Regions from separate parts of the Anas platyrhynchos genome. Here region 2 is linked to region 1. The links are chromatin contacts, called in public Hi-C maps. All regions are on one chromosome and are shown on one strand. Each heading gives the region's core, a stretch centred on a gene start, on an enhancer-like site or on the middle of the called end of the contact. The rest is flanking DNA. Distances are from core to core; before and after follow the strand shown.

Region 1 (6,691 bases), core at 1,248-3,747:
CAGCATGCTCACAGAGCAACTCACAGTGATTATTACCTTCTGCAAATTAAACCATAAAAATCCTGACTTTGTGGGACAGTTACACCTCCACTTGTTCTGCGATAGAACAGGGAAAGAGAGGCTGATCATACCTCTCCTGATAGGACCTAAGTAAGGGCAGGATTTTGGGGGAGTGTTTCATTTTTTGGCTTGGCTTTTCATAATACATTGGTGCTTACAGTGCTGACTTGCCTGATTATCATTATTGAATCTCTAAGTAGTAACAATGCAGTATCCTCAAACACTTTAAAAGGCACTTTCACAGTGCACAACATGATTTTCCATTTTATATTCTAGCTTAATTAAAATAGGCTGTCAGCACAACAGCTGCAGAGAAGCAGGTGGAGGTTGGTGCTTGAGAAGAGGCTCTAAAGCAGGTATTGCCTTTCAAGGGACTTTGACTGCAGCTACCCGCCCAGCCATCTTTCTGAGATTTATTCACTTTACTTAGAACTACTGAAGGCACCTCTGTCTTCCTGGGATGACTGTCCCGTGAGCAGTCATTCTTATCTTTTGAGACATGGCAAAGGGTTCTAGTGAAGCTTCTATTTCCATTTCTGGTTAAAGCATGCCACGGGCAGAGCCTTCATGCACTCTGCAGGAGACTTGGGCTCCAAGCTCTCTGCCTGGTTTGGAGGCACATATCTGTACTTCAGCACTGCGTCTACCACTCTGTTCAGCCAGCGCTGAGAACCCCTGTTGGACTGATCCAGTGGCAAGAAGATGGAAAGTAAATTTAGTTCCTGGATCTCAGGCTAGTCTGGATGTCCAAGCCAAAATAAAGTTCAAATAAAAGTGAAGCCAAGCTGCTCTGCCTGATCAAGGCTGAGCAGGACTTGTTTTGGAAACTTTAAGAAAGAAGAGGTATGACATCTGCAGAATTTGGGTACCTCTGTCTGGCAATAAGACTATAATTATGGTTTAAAATACCCAAACTCCTCTTCAGAAAGACAGTTCAGAAAGATAGTTGGGAATGACCTTGGCCCCTACACACCTTGCAGGAAACTATGACCACTGCTTTTCTGAATCAGGCCTGTAGTAAGCTAAATGAGCTAAATAAAGGCAGGTGAAAGTCACATCAGCTATACTAATGAGAGCTTGAAAAACTCCATTAAAATATTTCACATTATAGTAAATCACATACTAATGGTTAGCAGCAAAATCAAATCACTCTAGCTATTACACAGATCAGCAAGTCAAGTAGTAAAAAAGAGAAAGTGGCATGCTAAAATCCTTGCAAAAGTTGTACTCTGCATCTTCATGACCTCTGCAAGAGCCACAGATGCAGGGCTGAGCTGCTGCTTTCTCTGCAAAGTGCTCTCTGCTGATGGTCAGATTGCCCTATTGATCTCTATTGTTCTCGGACAAGTTTTGCCATTTCAAACCAAAGGTGTTTTGTTTGTTTGTTTGTTTGTTTGTATTAAAGGAAACATAGGTGTCTGTTTTACGATTCTTCAGTACAGTCACCAATTACCTAAAGCACTTAGGAATGTTTCCTTTCTGGTAGCAACAACTTTCGTTTTGTAATATTCGCTGCAAAACAAGAAGCTTTACCCCCCTCTGTGTTATTGCACAAAGCAAAAGAGGAGTTGTCTGTGCCAAAGAGGAATAATCTCATTCCACCGAGCACCCCAGGCCAGCCAGGTGCTCTGCTGCTTCAAGTGATGGACACATCCAGCAGAGTCGCGCTCATGGCAGAGCTGGTGGACTCCACGGGGAAGAAGAGATTTTGCCACCCTTCCAGCAAGCAACAGTTTGGCTGATGCACATGAGCCACCTATCCCCACCCTGCCCTTTGCATCGTCCCCAGAAACCTACACGAAGCAGAAGGGTGCCGGTGCTGCGGGACCCAACCCTCTCCCTCCCTCCGCACCGCACCCAGACCTGCAGCCTTCAACCCCCGCTCCCCAAAACTGCAACCTCCTCGCCCCGACCCCAAAACTCCATTTCTGCTTGCTCTCCCGGGGCAGAGCCGGGGGATGCCCCGCATCCCTGCTGCGCCTCCCAGCTGCTGAATGACAGCCGGGCAGGTGGCCCCCAGTGGAGGGGAACGAGCACGGATCTGTGTGTGTGGGGAGAGGGACCCAATGCACTTTCCCTCCCCCCCACCCCCACCCCCCCCACCCCTTTCCTCGGAGGCAAAGCGCGGCGCAAAGTGGCGGGGGTCCCGCGGGGGCCGCCTGGTACCTGCCGGGGAGCCGGAGCGGCTGCGAGGTGCGGGGTGAGCCCGGTGCGGGGCCGGGGCCGGTGGCTGGGTTTTGGGAGGCGTTGCGAGAAAGTCGAGCTCCTCCCCGGCGGCGCCGGCGGCGACGGAGGGTCTCGCTCCTTCTGCGCCGAGTGTCAGACTTTCCCCTGGCTTCCCTTCCTCCATCCCCGCCACCCCTTTCCACTCCCTCGCACGCACATGCACACCCCTCCAGCAAATGGGCTGCTTGGCGTGCGTGTGTGTGTGTGTGTGGCTGTGTGTGCGTGTGGGTGTGTGTCAGCCAACCCAGCCTCACACCCACTGCTGCTGCTCCCGGAGCCGGGCACAGCCCCGGTCACCGGGAGGTATTCGGGGAGGCATTTTGCTCCGTGAAAAGCAGCTCAGCGCACCCACGGACACGGCAGCAGCATGCCCACTGCGCTGAGATCGGGCACACGAGGCCCCTGCACTCGTGGCACTTTCCCCTGGTCCACAGACCTTGCCTGCTCTTGCAGGATCCCCTGTGTGTTTGCAACAGGAGCATCTCTCCCTAATATTACATGCGCCCTGCACAGGTGCTGGTCCAGATTACAAAGTCTAAAGCAGCCTCAGGTCCTCACCTTATTCGCATGGCACGTTGCTGCCAGGGAAAGTGACTCGGTGGTAGACTGGGCGTTAAAAAAAAAAAAAAAAAAGGCAAGCTTGCCACACTCTCTGATAAGGAGAAAAGAGCTGGGCAGTGGCCCAGTGCTAGGGTTTGGTGCACGTTTATGGGAAGCCCATGTGCAAAGCTGCCAGGGATACATTTGCTTTCGCATTTATTTTTGTTTGCCCATGGAATGTGCTACATCAGTGGTTCTCCAGCTTTCGCATGCTGCACACCACTTCCTAAGAGAGAAATTCTCTCCTGGACTAACCCACTCCCACACCAAACCCTTCTCCCCAACACATTTCCTTCTGTGGCTGCCCAAGGAAGAGCCTTTCTGCCCACAGGCTGAGAGCCATTCAACACATGGCACAGATAGTATCAGACCCTTCCAGACATGACACACTGCGGCTCTGTCAAAAACTGCATTTCCTTTAGTGAAGAGCTCAGATTGAAAGTCTTCAGCTGGTGACTCAGTTGCAGAACAGACCCCAACTGTTGCTCCCATGAAATAACAGCAGAATCAAAGAAGTCCAGAGGAATATATTGGAGTTTCCACCGCATTACCCATGGCATCAGGACTTCATCCTCACCTACTATTCATGTCAGATGGGTGGTCTCGGTGTAGTGTAGAATCTAAATATCTTTTTAAAAAAATCATCAAAAGCTGGTTTTACGTGTTTTTATCTATTTTTTTTTTTAACAGTTTGTTACTACAGTACCAACCTGTTGTTTTTGTAAGTTCTGTACACAGAGATACACAGACTCTGCTTGTCTACATGTGCCTCATATGCCCACAAAATAAATGGAGCAATTCAAAGACAGGTTGTTCCATAGCTGCCTTTGATTACTGCTGTTTTAAGGCCTCCAAAAGGGAGGCCTGATTCAATTCCTGTTTTTCCCATTTCATTACATTGTCATCAACAAAACTTTCCACAGGTTTAACCCCTAGATTTGATAAAATTATCATTGTGATAGGTAGGATGCAGTTCAGAGCAGAGTTTGTTTTAAATTCCTATGGAATAATTATTGCATTTCACCTTGTTTCTAGATCCTGACTGACTATCACAGGCACTTTTTTATTAACTTCTTTTTTACACCAAAGGAGTTCGGCAAAGAGAAAATGAGAAGCAGGTTGATGGAAAGAAAATCCCTGTTGATTTTTGTAGCATTCAATAAACAACATAATTGAACTTTGATGTGTTCTGAAAGCATAAATCCTGGTTAAAAAAAAAAAAAAAAAAAAAAAAAAAAGGTATGAAATATACTGCTTGCTTCATATACTGGAGATATTTCAGACTCAAGTGAAAAAGAAATCAGTGTGAATGTCCCCTTCACTCATTTGTTGAAGGTGTTTGCAGTTTCTCTGAAGTGTAAAAAAACTTTTTTGGAAATAGTTTTATTTTAAGAGCTGCTTTTCCTTCTTGCAGATCATAAAAACACATATTCTTAGTGGAATAAATAGCAGAAAATTCATCGTTCAAGAGTTATACAAAAGAATTTGGGAAATAATTAAGCTCTTAATTTATTGAAACGGAAGAAACCAAGAAAAAGATGCCCTCTTGTGGCTATTTGCTGAATGAAAACGGAAAGAAAAATTTCTGTGCAGAGAGCACGATATGAGCATGCCTTTTTATTCTATTATTAAGGCTGTACAACAAGGTTACACAAAGTCATACCATGGACACAGGCTGAGGAGACATTCACCATCTGAACAATGTCATTTTAAATGATTAGTTAATACAGTTCTTGGCATTGTATTTTAAATCACTATTCAGAAAATCCTAATATAGGTAAGTACAGCAATATTGGGAAACTCTCTGAGTGACCTTTTTGACCAGGGCTGTATCTGCCCCTTACAGGGTGTTAGAAGTGCCCTGAAAGTTATAGGAATTTCTGCCAAATTTACCAAAATTAGCTAAAGTTTTTATAGGAAGAGAAAAGTTCTTTACAATATTTTGAAGATGTGAAGATTATAATGATGGCAATGATGTTTACATTATTTGTCCTACCAAAGGGACAATTGGGTGGAAGATGTGTTCAACAGGTTCTTACAAATGTGAAATTGAAAACTGTGTTTTCTCTCTCACTTTCTTTTTCTCTTTCTTTCATAACTATTTGAGGCTCCCCTAAGACCAAATTCCACACCCAGTGCCCTGGGCAACTGTTCAGATTTCCTGTAAGGCTGAGTGGCTCATAAAAGAGCAGAAGTTGAACATCAGATATCTCCCTTTTCCTTCTCTCATTGAACAGTAGTACAAACATGAATTAAGAGACCAAATGGATATTTAGAAAATAATTAAATTTAGGAAGAGTGGTAAGTTGTTTTTGTTAATTTCTATTCCCTTCTTTTTCTGCTTGATCATAAGTTTGAACACTGTCCAGTTACTGTAATGTCAAACTGGCATATTGCAGAGAAAACAGTTTTCATCTAAGAAAATTGCCAAAGCAGATACATGGTCTCCTAGTAAAGGCTTCAGGAGAAGCGTGACACAGCATGCTGCCACACTGTAGGCATTTATTGTTATGCTGGGTGCTGTACGCCTGCAAACAGTGATAGGAATTTCTGTAGCACTGCACAATGCTTTAAATTATTATTGCTTACATTTGTTAAATTTGATAAAAAACAAAAACAAAACAAAACAAAAAAAAACACTAAATTGCATTTAGTGAATCTCTTCTGATTGAACTTCTATGCATTTGGTGTCTTTGAGGTCCTTCATGGGAAGATCCTGTCACTCATGTCCAAATATATACATTTGGAAGTTGTGATCTTCTGAAAGTCTTCATTCTCTACTAACAAGACCAAGAAATAGGCTGTTCATTTAAAAACCTGGATGTCCTGAAAGTATTCTCAGATCAAGATGCATAGATGGAAATACAAAATATGGAACATCTTTACCTGGCATGTATAATAAAGTCAGTGGGAAAAAAAAGAAAAAGAAAAAGTAAAAGAAAAAAAAAAAAAAAAGGACCTGATGTATTTATCAGGTGGATTATGAACTTGTGTGGTAAAGGAGGTGCTTCATATGCCAGCCAGCTCCACCTGCAAGCAGAGAATACTGTAGAAAGATGGAGTAGGTGGTCAATCAGATGAGGGCAGAACCTACTTCTTCCACTCAACTTCAGGCACCCATATTTGTTACTCAGCCACCAAATGTCTCCTTGGGGAGGACTAGGTCACTAAGCACCTACATCAGGAGTAGGCATTTGGGCAAGCTGGGTCCTCCACTTACAATACAGTCGAATTCAGACTTCAGCATTGTCCAAAAATCTGTATCAATGTTTTCTGAAGACACCAGGCATATTACCACTGACAATAATGTATCTTCTGCTGATTGATGGAGGGGGCTATGTAACAGATATATATATATATATATATATATATATATATATATATATAATATAGAATAGAGTTATTAAAGAGAGGTATTAAATAGAGTTATTAAAAGACAGATGTTTAAAAAAGTTGTTAAGAAACCAAATGGTATTATAAAGGCACTGAACTGCCACCTTGCAGTCCACCAGAAGGTAAAGGCTTTTCTCATTTTCTTTCTGTATTTCAGAATTTTGCCTTGCAAAGTAGGAACAGACAGAGTTTGCACATTGATTTGTGCTGCTTCAGTTAGGCTCACTGGGGGTTCCAGAGCAACACAAGGCACTTGTCCCGCTCTACTTTCTTTGTTTTGTTTGTTTTTATTTTATTTTGTTTTGTTTTGTTTCTACCCAATCATCCCAAGTTCTGCCTTATTTAAAGCATTGAGAACAAGATGCAGTCAAAGCAGAGGTCAAGACTCTTTCAGGTTTGTGAAAAAGCTCAG
Region 2 (6,691 bases), core at 2,553-5,052, 110 kb before region 1:
CTCCAAAACAGAAACAGAGTTAGAATTGTTGAGTATCTCTATTCAATCATTCTATATACCCCTATATGAACTTTTAAAGAATCAATTCAGTAGTAACTTAAAGCCTTTCCAGTGTCTTCAGTATGAGCTCACTTTGACCCTGGACCAAGTCCTAAGCCCAGGTGATCTGCAAAAATACTTACTTATTCCCTCGTCTTTTATTTGTATCCAAATGCAATCATGAATTGGTAAATTAAGGCTAATCTCTCAAATAAAAGCAAGTAGGCTTTAAGTTAGCAATACTGCACGTCTCTCTCTCTCTCTCTCTCTCTTTTTTTTTTCTTTTTTTTTTTTTTTTTCCTTTTTTCCTCTCATTTTATTAAATTTACAACTTAGTAGAGTGCTGGACGTGTAGATCTCACACAATACTAAGATGTATGGTGTGACTGTGTTAACATTATATGGGAACCCTGGCCAAGATTTTTAAAAGCTGGTGCCAGAAGTAAGACTCCTAAATAAACATCCAATTTGCCAAAATCATAGTGCTTTACACCAGCCAGTGAAGTCAGTAAGAGCTGCTGGATCTAACACCTATTAAAACTGCGACAATTATTTGGGAATTTTAATTTAAGGTATGTAAAAAAAAAATCCTTTTCATTTTATTATGTATCTTTAATTCAGCAGTGCTGTTGTCTGCTGATCATTTTAAAATACAATGATGCTCCCTATGAACTACAAGAGTTTCAATTTCAAATGTGTCAAAAACCTCGTTTTAAAAGAGACTTGTCACATTTACCCTTAGACCCACTTAACAATGAGATTCAAACACATAGGCTAGGTGCAAATTTGGGGACTTGATAACAGTGACTGAAGCAGGCATCTGCTGGGGAGATCTTGCAATATCCAGGCTGGAAATTTTCATGCATTTCACAAGCAGTACTAAGCACCAGACCAGCAAGGCACTCTCATGGGATCATCTCAAGTAGCCAGTGTGAAACATGAAAGAATGGAATACTACTTAAATCTCTCTCATTTTGGGGGATTAGATGCCTTAGCCTGGGCTTCCCTTCTGGTAGAGGTGTCCATTTGTTCTAGACACATGGACCAGAGCCATTCTGGGAGCTCCCCCCTCCTTCCTGTTTGAAAGTGTTTTCACTTTTCATGGGATAATTAGGTCTCAGCTTAGCCAAGAGTAGAAAGAATATTGCTTAGATGTTAAGCAGGAATGGAGAAGATCTGTTTTCCACTGGAAAGCTCTCTATTTTATATTACTCTTGCTAGGTTCTCTAGCAAGAACTAGAGAACCAGACCCTCCCTCGGAGGGAATGTACTAACTGCAGCCAGGCGCTAATACTGACGCTGTCCTTTTCGCTCAAGCTCTCAGTAAATTAATGTTTAACTACGTAGGAGTTAATATGGCTGTATAATCAGCATTCTCCTGCTGTGCAAGGTAGAGCTTTCCAAACTCCAAATGAGTTCCATTATCAGTGAACCATCAAGAAAAAAGCAGAGAAACACAAAAAATACCTACAGCTAGTCACTTCTGTGTTAAAAGGGGATCCTCTACCCACCCAACAAACTGAATTTTATGTGCATATAAGTTTAATGAGAAATGCAGGTTCTGAGGACTGAGCCACTGAGATGTAGCACTGAGGAACTGGTATGATGCCCAGAAGAACCTTAGGATATTGGGTACTTATATTTTTGGATATTCTGTGATTTACATGACAGCCAAGAGATGACTCTTGGGGCTTAAGCACTTAATGTGCTGGAAGGGACTCCGTAATAATCTGTTCTGGAGAAGGAACTTCAATTCCTGAGTATCCTAAATATGGTTTGGCTTCTTTTCTGTAGTCTGATCAGAGCTTCACAATACATTTTACATTTGGACACGCCCCTCTGAAACTTTAGTGTTTCTCTAGAGGATGAACATACTGTGACTGTCCATCTTGTAAAGATGTTCACAACAACCTTGCAGCTTAAGCCTGAAAGAAGATGGGGGACAGCATATTGAGTTAGGTTCTGCTGGACACAGATACAGCCAAAATTTTAAATTAAATCAACGTCTAATCTCACTACACCCCCCTAAATACGCACACACACACAAACACATGCACACTCACACAAATAGGATCCCTAACATTTTTATTTTTTTATTATTAATTTTTTTAGCTATAGACTGTATTCCACTCGATGTATAAGGTTTGTTCTAATGTCTGTCTTGAACCCCTTGTATTGCTTTTCCATTTAACACACCTGTGTTGCTGTTAGCAAAGGCTGACATAAGTGAACATTAATGTGAGGTTAACAATCTGAGATCAGCTAGGTGAGTGAACTTGACTTTGTATGTGGCACTTTGCAATTTTCTGCCGACCTCAGCACACTGGAAAGGTGACTGGGTTCGCAGCCTTTTGAAAGGCTGCTATGAATTGAGAGGTGATTCATGTTGGGGAGAACATGTTGGTACGTAGGAGAAGGTGGGGGAGGCTTTCTCAGGAAAATAAACCTATAAAGTGAAACATTTCACTTAATTAAGCAGCCCCATTTACAGTGGGAAGATCAAAGGAGAGAGGAATTGGAGAAGCAAAGAATGCAGCCTATCCCATAAAAGATCAGGTAAAGAGAAAGATAAGTCTAAAAATAACAAAGGAAACCTGTGCAACCCTCAGTGTTTTATGAACATGCTTATTAAAGCAGGAAAATTAACCAGACGTGAGGACAGGAGGAGGCTTTTGCCAGACAGTATTTCTCTGTGGCTCAGCCAAGTCACAATGGGATGGACACCACATCTCAATGAGGCTTTGCAATGTATTAGCAGAAGAAATAAAGGGATTTCACTAAAGAAAGGAAGAAAAACCAACTGAGAAAGAAAAGAAAAATTGAGGAAGATCACAGAAAGATCTGAGGGTAAAGGAACTTATTAGAAAAAAAAAAAAAAAAAAAAAAAAAAAAGAGAGAGAAAGAAAGAGAGAGAGAGAACCATAAAGAATACAGAAGCTCAGAACCATATATTGGTATTCAGATCTGGAGTGGAAAGAGGTGAGATATAACACCACAAATGGAGAAAAGCAGTGACTTCTGTGCTGGGCTGTTTCTTGTAGCAAAGAAGTCAATTAAACTGCAATATGCTTTGCTGATCTAGAAATCTAGATACATTGTATTCAGTTTCGCTTTGAATAGCAGTTAAATACCTGGGCCCTATGACATACCAGACTATGTATTAATCTGCATCTTTAAACACTGATGTTCCTCTCAAAAGCTGGTCTCGGTGCAATAGTTACAGTTATATAAATAAACTAGAACTGCTGTTTTCTTCTAATTCACAGATAAATCTTGTTCAAAAGTCTTCTGTGATTACTAGGAGGGCATTATGAAAATTCTGGTTCAGAACACAGAATACATTTTAAAGGAAGTCCTTGAGGATTTCTTTATCAAAGGATAATTTTCTGGATGAAACCCTAAAAGACTGGAAGAAAACTGGACTTGTTATCTGGGGGCAGCTGCAGATATGCAAGTCCAATTGTTTAGGCATCTAAAGAAGAAAAAGAAAAAGCTTTCTTGGTTTTCAAATAGCCCTTTGTACCAGGCTGCCTGCTGCTTGATTCTCCTCTCTCTCTTTTTTTTTTTCTTTTTTTTTTTTTCCTTCATCTTCCAAACTGAAATAGATTTCAAGCCTTGCTTCCATTTAATTTCCACCATTTCCACTTGCTCTTTAATACTGCTGGGAGAAATTGGAGTAGAAATGCTGCATGCTTTGCAGCATCTGATCACAAGTCAGCCTGGCCAGGGTCTCGCAGGACGCCAGAGGGCAGGCAGACCCCACTGCATCGCCCTCATGATGCTCAGCATTGCCAAGGTATGATATCATGGTCATGCTGGGAGTTTATCTCCAACACAAATTGCCACAGGAAGCATTTTGTCAAAATTTCAATATCAAAGCGGTCACAGCCTCTATAGTGAACAGCTTTATTTACTTAGGAGATAAAGGCAGCTGAGCAAAAAGTTAAGTTAGGGTAAGCAGTCTCTTGCTTCTGTGTAAATGCTGAAAAGGAAGTCAATGCCTCTCGCAAAGACAAACATCAAAGTAAATGGATTTCCTAGTACTGCCATTTTTAGACTTTGCCAATAACTTAAAATATAAGAAATATAAGATTAGGGCAGTTTTGGCTATGCTAAGCTTTATGCAACACTTAAGTACAGCTTAAATTTCAAAAATGCTCTAGTAACTAAAAACTGGACAGATTATCCCTCTTTGGCTTTGTTCTGTGCATTCCTGAATCACCCCATAGTTGGCAAGAAATGGTGAAATTAATCTTTATAGAAGAACATTTCAGCATACAGACACACTGCAGCATTCTGTGGGCATGTAACATGCTGCTTCTTTTCCTTGTCTTTGAGCCCTGCACTGCCCTTCCAGATCCCACCCTAAATCTGCTCAGATCCAGAAATTTGGCCTAGTCCACTTCAGGATTAGAGCAAGGTGTGAATCCACCTCTTATTTGGGTACTCTATTTTAAACTACCAAGCCCGAAGTATGTTGTAATCCAAGCCTATTCCAGCTCTGTAAGACTAATGATAAATAAGTATGCAGCAATATGTTTACCTTATCTACATAGTAAATATTACAGATATCTCCCTTTAGAGAACTTTCTTCAGTAAAATTCCACTTCCCTTCTCAGCTCCTGATCAGACAAACTCCTACAGAAATCCACTGGGTACAGAGTTCCTAAGGATTTTTACCAGACCATTTTCTCACGGCTGTTATCAGGTGTTTAAAGGAAGCAGTTAGAGAGTGAAGGGGTTGCTCATGGAAAATATCCATTTACTTTAAACTTTCCAACTTTTAAAATACTTTTGAGTATAGATATTCAAATCAGTGATAAAGATCAGCATTGACATGCTTCAGCTTGACATGTTTCCTTCCTTGTGAATCCCAGCTCAACCATGTGATGGCTAATACACTCAAAAATGCAATGAGCTTATGACCCATCTATCTGTGCAGAGTGTTCATCCTTATGGGGCACTGTGAGGTTTTCAAGAGAGTTATTTTAATCTCTTTAGATACCATGGGACCAGCTATTGTTCTCACAGGCACCATTTTTGTACTTAAAACTAAACGTATCTGCACTTCTTAACCAGAGCTGCGCATGCTAAAATAATAATAATAGTAAAAGAATTAAATGTAGTCTTCTTTTCTGGGGGCACCATATATTCTGCATGAGAGAGAGATGTGTAATCCTGCAGTGTCTAAATTAGGAGCTTATTTGCTCCAGCAGCGCAGATCTTAGGCTGGAGCTGCCTTACTGTTTATGGAAAGCTTTCCTTTCCCACCCGCCTACAGTTCTGAGAGGAGATAATCAGAGCACATGGCATGACCTGCTGAAGCTAAAGATGACCAAATGCAACAGGGAGCAAGGTAATGGACCAAACAGTTGGATCCACTGGATCCACTGGATGATGAAGAAAACACAAAGATACAAGAAAGAGTGTGGAAAAAAAAAAAAAAAGAAAGAGGTAAATGAGCAAGATAATATGGCTTGAAGCAACGGTTACACCAATGCAGATGTCAGAGAAATAGTGTAGGGACAACCAGGTGACTTCTAGGCAAGGTAGGAGCAGCAGTCCAACCTCAGTAGCTCAGTATTTGGCTAGATTTATGCAGCTCTCTAGTACTAATGAATACTAGAATTCAATGAATACCAGACCAAGATAATGTAAAGATGTCCTGGATAGTATCTGTCTTATTCTTAAATCACTGCTCTTTTACAGTGATTGTAGCAAGAGTTGCTCAAAGTTTTGCTGATGTTTTAAAAGTAAATGCATTTTTTAGACATACCCTTTTCCCCCCAGCTGTAGCTGTGGGTTCATGCCTTTCCAAATTTAATATCAAGACAGAAGTACAGAAAGCCTTTACTAAATTCTTTCAACATTTTTGACCTGATGGTTACATCTCAAGTCTAACAGATTTGAATTTAGAATTTTTCGGGTATTAAACTTCACTTTTCCTCCTATTACTTGTCTTCCATCACACAAAATCTGTAACAACTAACTCTTTATTTCATTTCAAAACACAACACATGCCCAAACACACATGGTAGAATCAATGACCATATCTCAAGGAATGGGATTTTAACAAATGCAAAGTTAACAGAAATACAAGACTCCAAATAAAATACCTTATCATAATTTAATCCTCCATAAATAAATGTTTTTGGCTTTTTATAAAGTATTGGTGCCTCATAGGTGATCCCAACAAATGGAAATACAGCTGGACAGTAAGAGACCACAATAGGAGACAATCAGAAAATAAAAAGTCTGGACACAATGTTATCTCAAAGAAATGGAAAATGTATATTTATATATATAAACAGAAAAAGGGTAGGTAGAAGTCTGAGCTCTCAACAGAAGAGATAGGGTTGTGAGGATAATTTGAAACATCCTGAGTGGAAAATATAAATTGACAGTCCATGGAGGGGAGAAAAGTATGATTGCCTTTGAGTGAAAATAGAAGTATGTAATTAAGGAGACACTTACTGTACCAGGTCTAGGATATGGGATACGACCTTCATATTGCACCCATCGATGATCCACACTCTCTTTGTGAGCATAGGGGCCATTGAAAACAGCTCTGATATCTGCCATGCTGTACACACAAACTGCAGAGCCTTTGAAGACGGAGCTGCAAAAAGAAGACAGACTGATAAGCACATCT

The links. Hi-C and Micro-C count contacts between places; a contact is called where the count stands out from the background.
Region 2: a contact with region 1 is called in a Hi-C map of subcutaneous adipose tissue, with 2.7 times the contacts expected there. The contact joins the enhancer-like site here to the promoter of SEMA3D in region 1. A contact is called at or near these places in 5 of 8 Hi-C or Micro-C datasets (F1 follicle, F5 follicle, skeletal muscle and 1 more).

The regions. Positions count from the first base shown.
Region 1 is chr1:8,658,308-8,664,998 of IASCAAS_PekinDuck_T2T, reverse strand. SEMA3D (semaphorin 3D) reads right to left here and starts at 2,497. Exons shown (of 18, transcript XM_027460118.3): 1 at 2,227-2,497.
Region 2 is chr1:8,770,587-8,777,277 of IASCAAS_PekinDuck_T2T, reverse strand. It overlaps SEMA3D (semaphorin 3D), which reads right to left. Exons shown (of 18, transcript XM_027460118.3): 11 at 6,514-6,658. Among named protein-coding and RNA genes, the nearest start is that of SEMA3D, 110 kb to the right of the region's middle. Within about 2 kb of position 3,802, at least 1 of the 8 cell types and tissues checked has an H3K27ac peak or open chromatin away from gene starts, as enhancers often do. A contact at or near this core is called in subcutaneous adipose tissue, where this site is marked.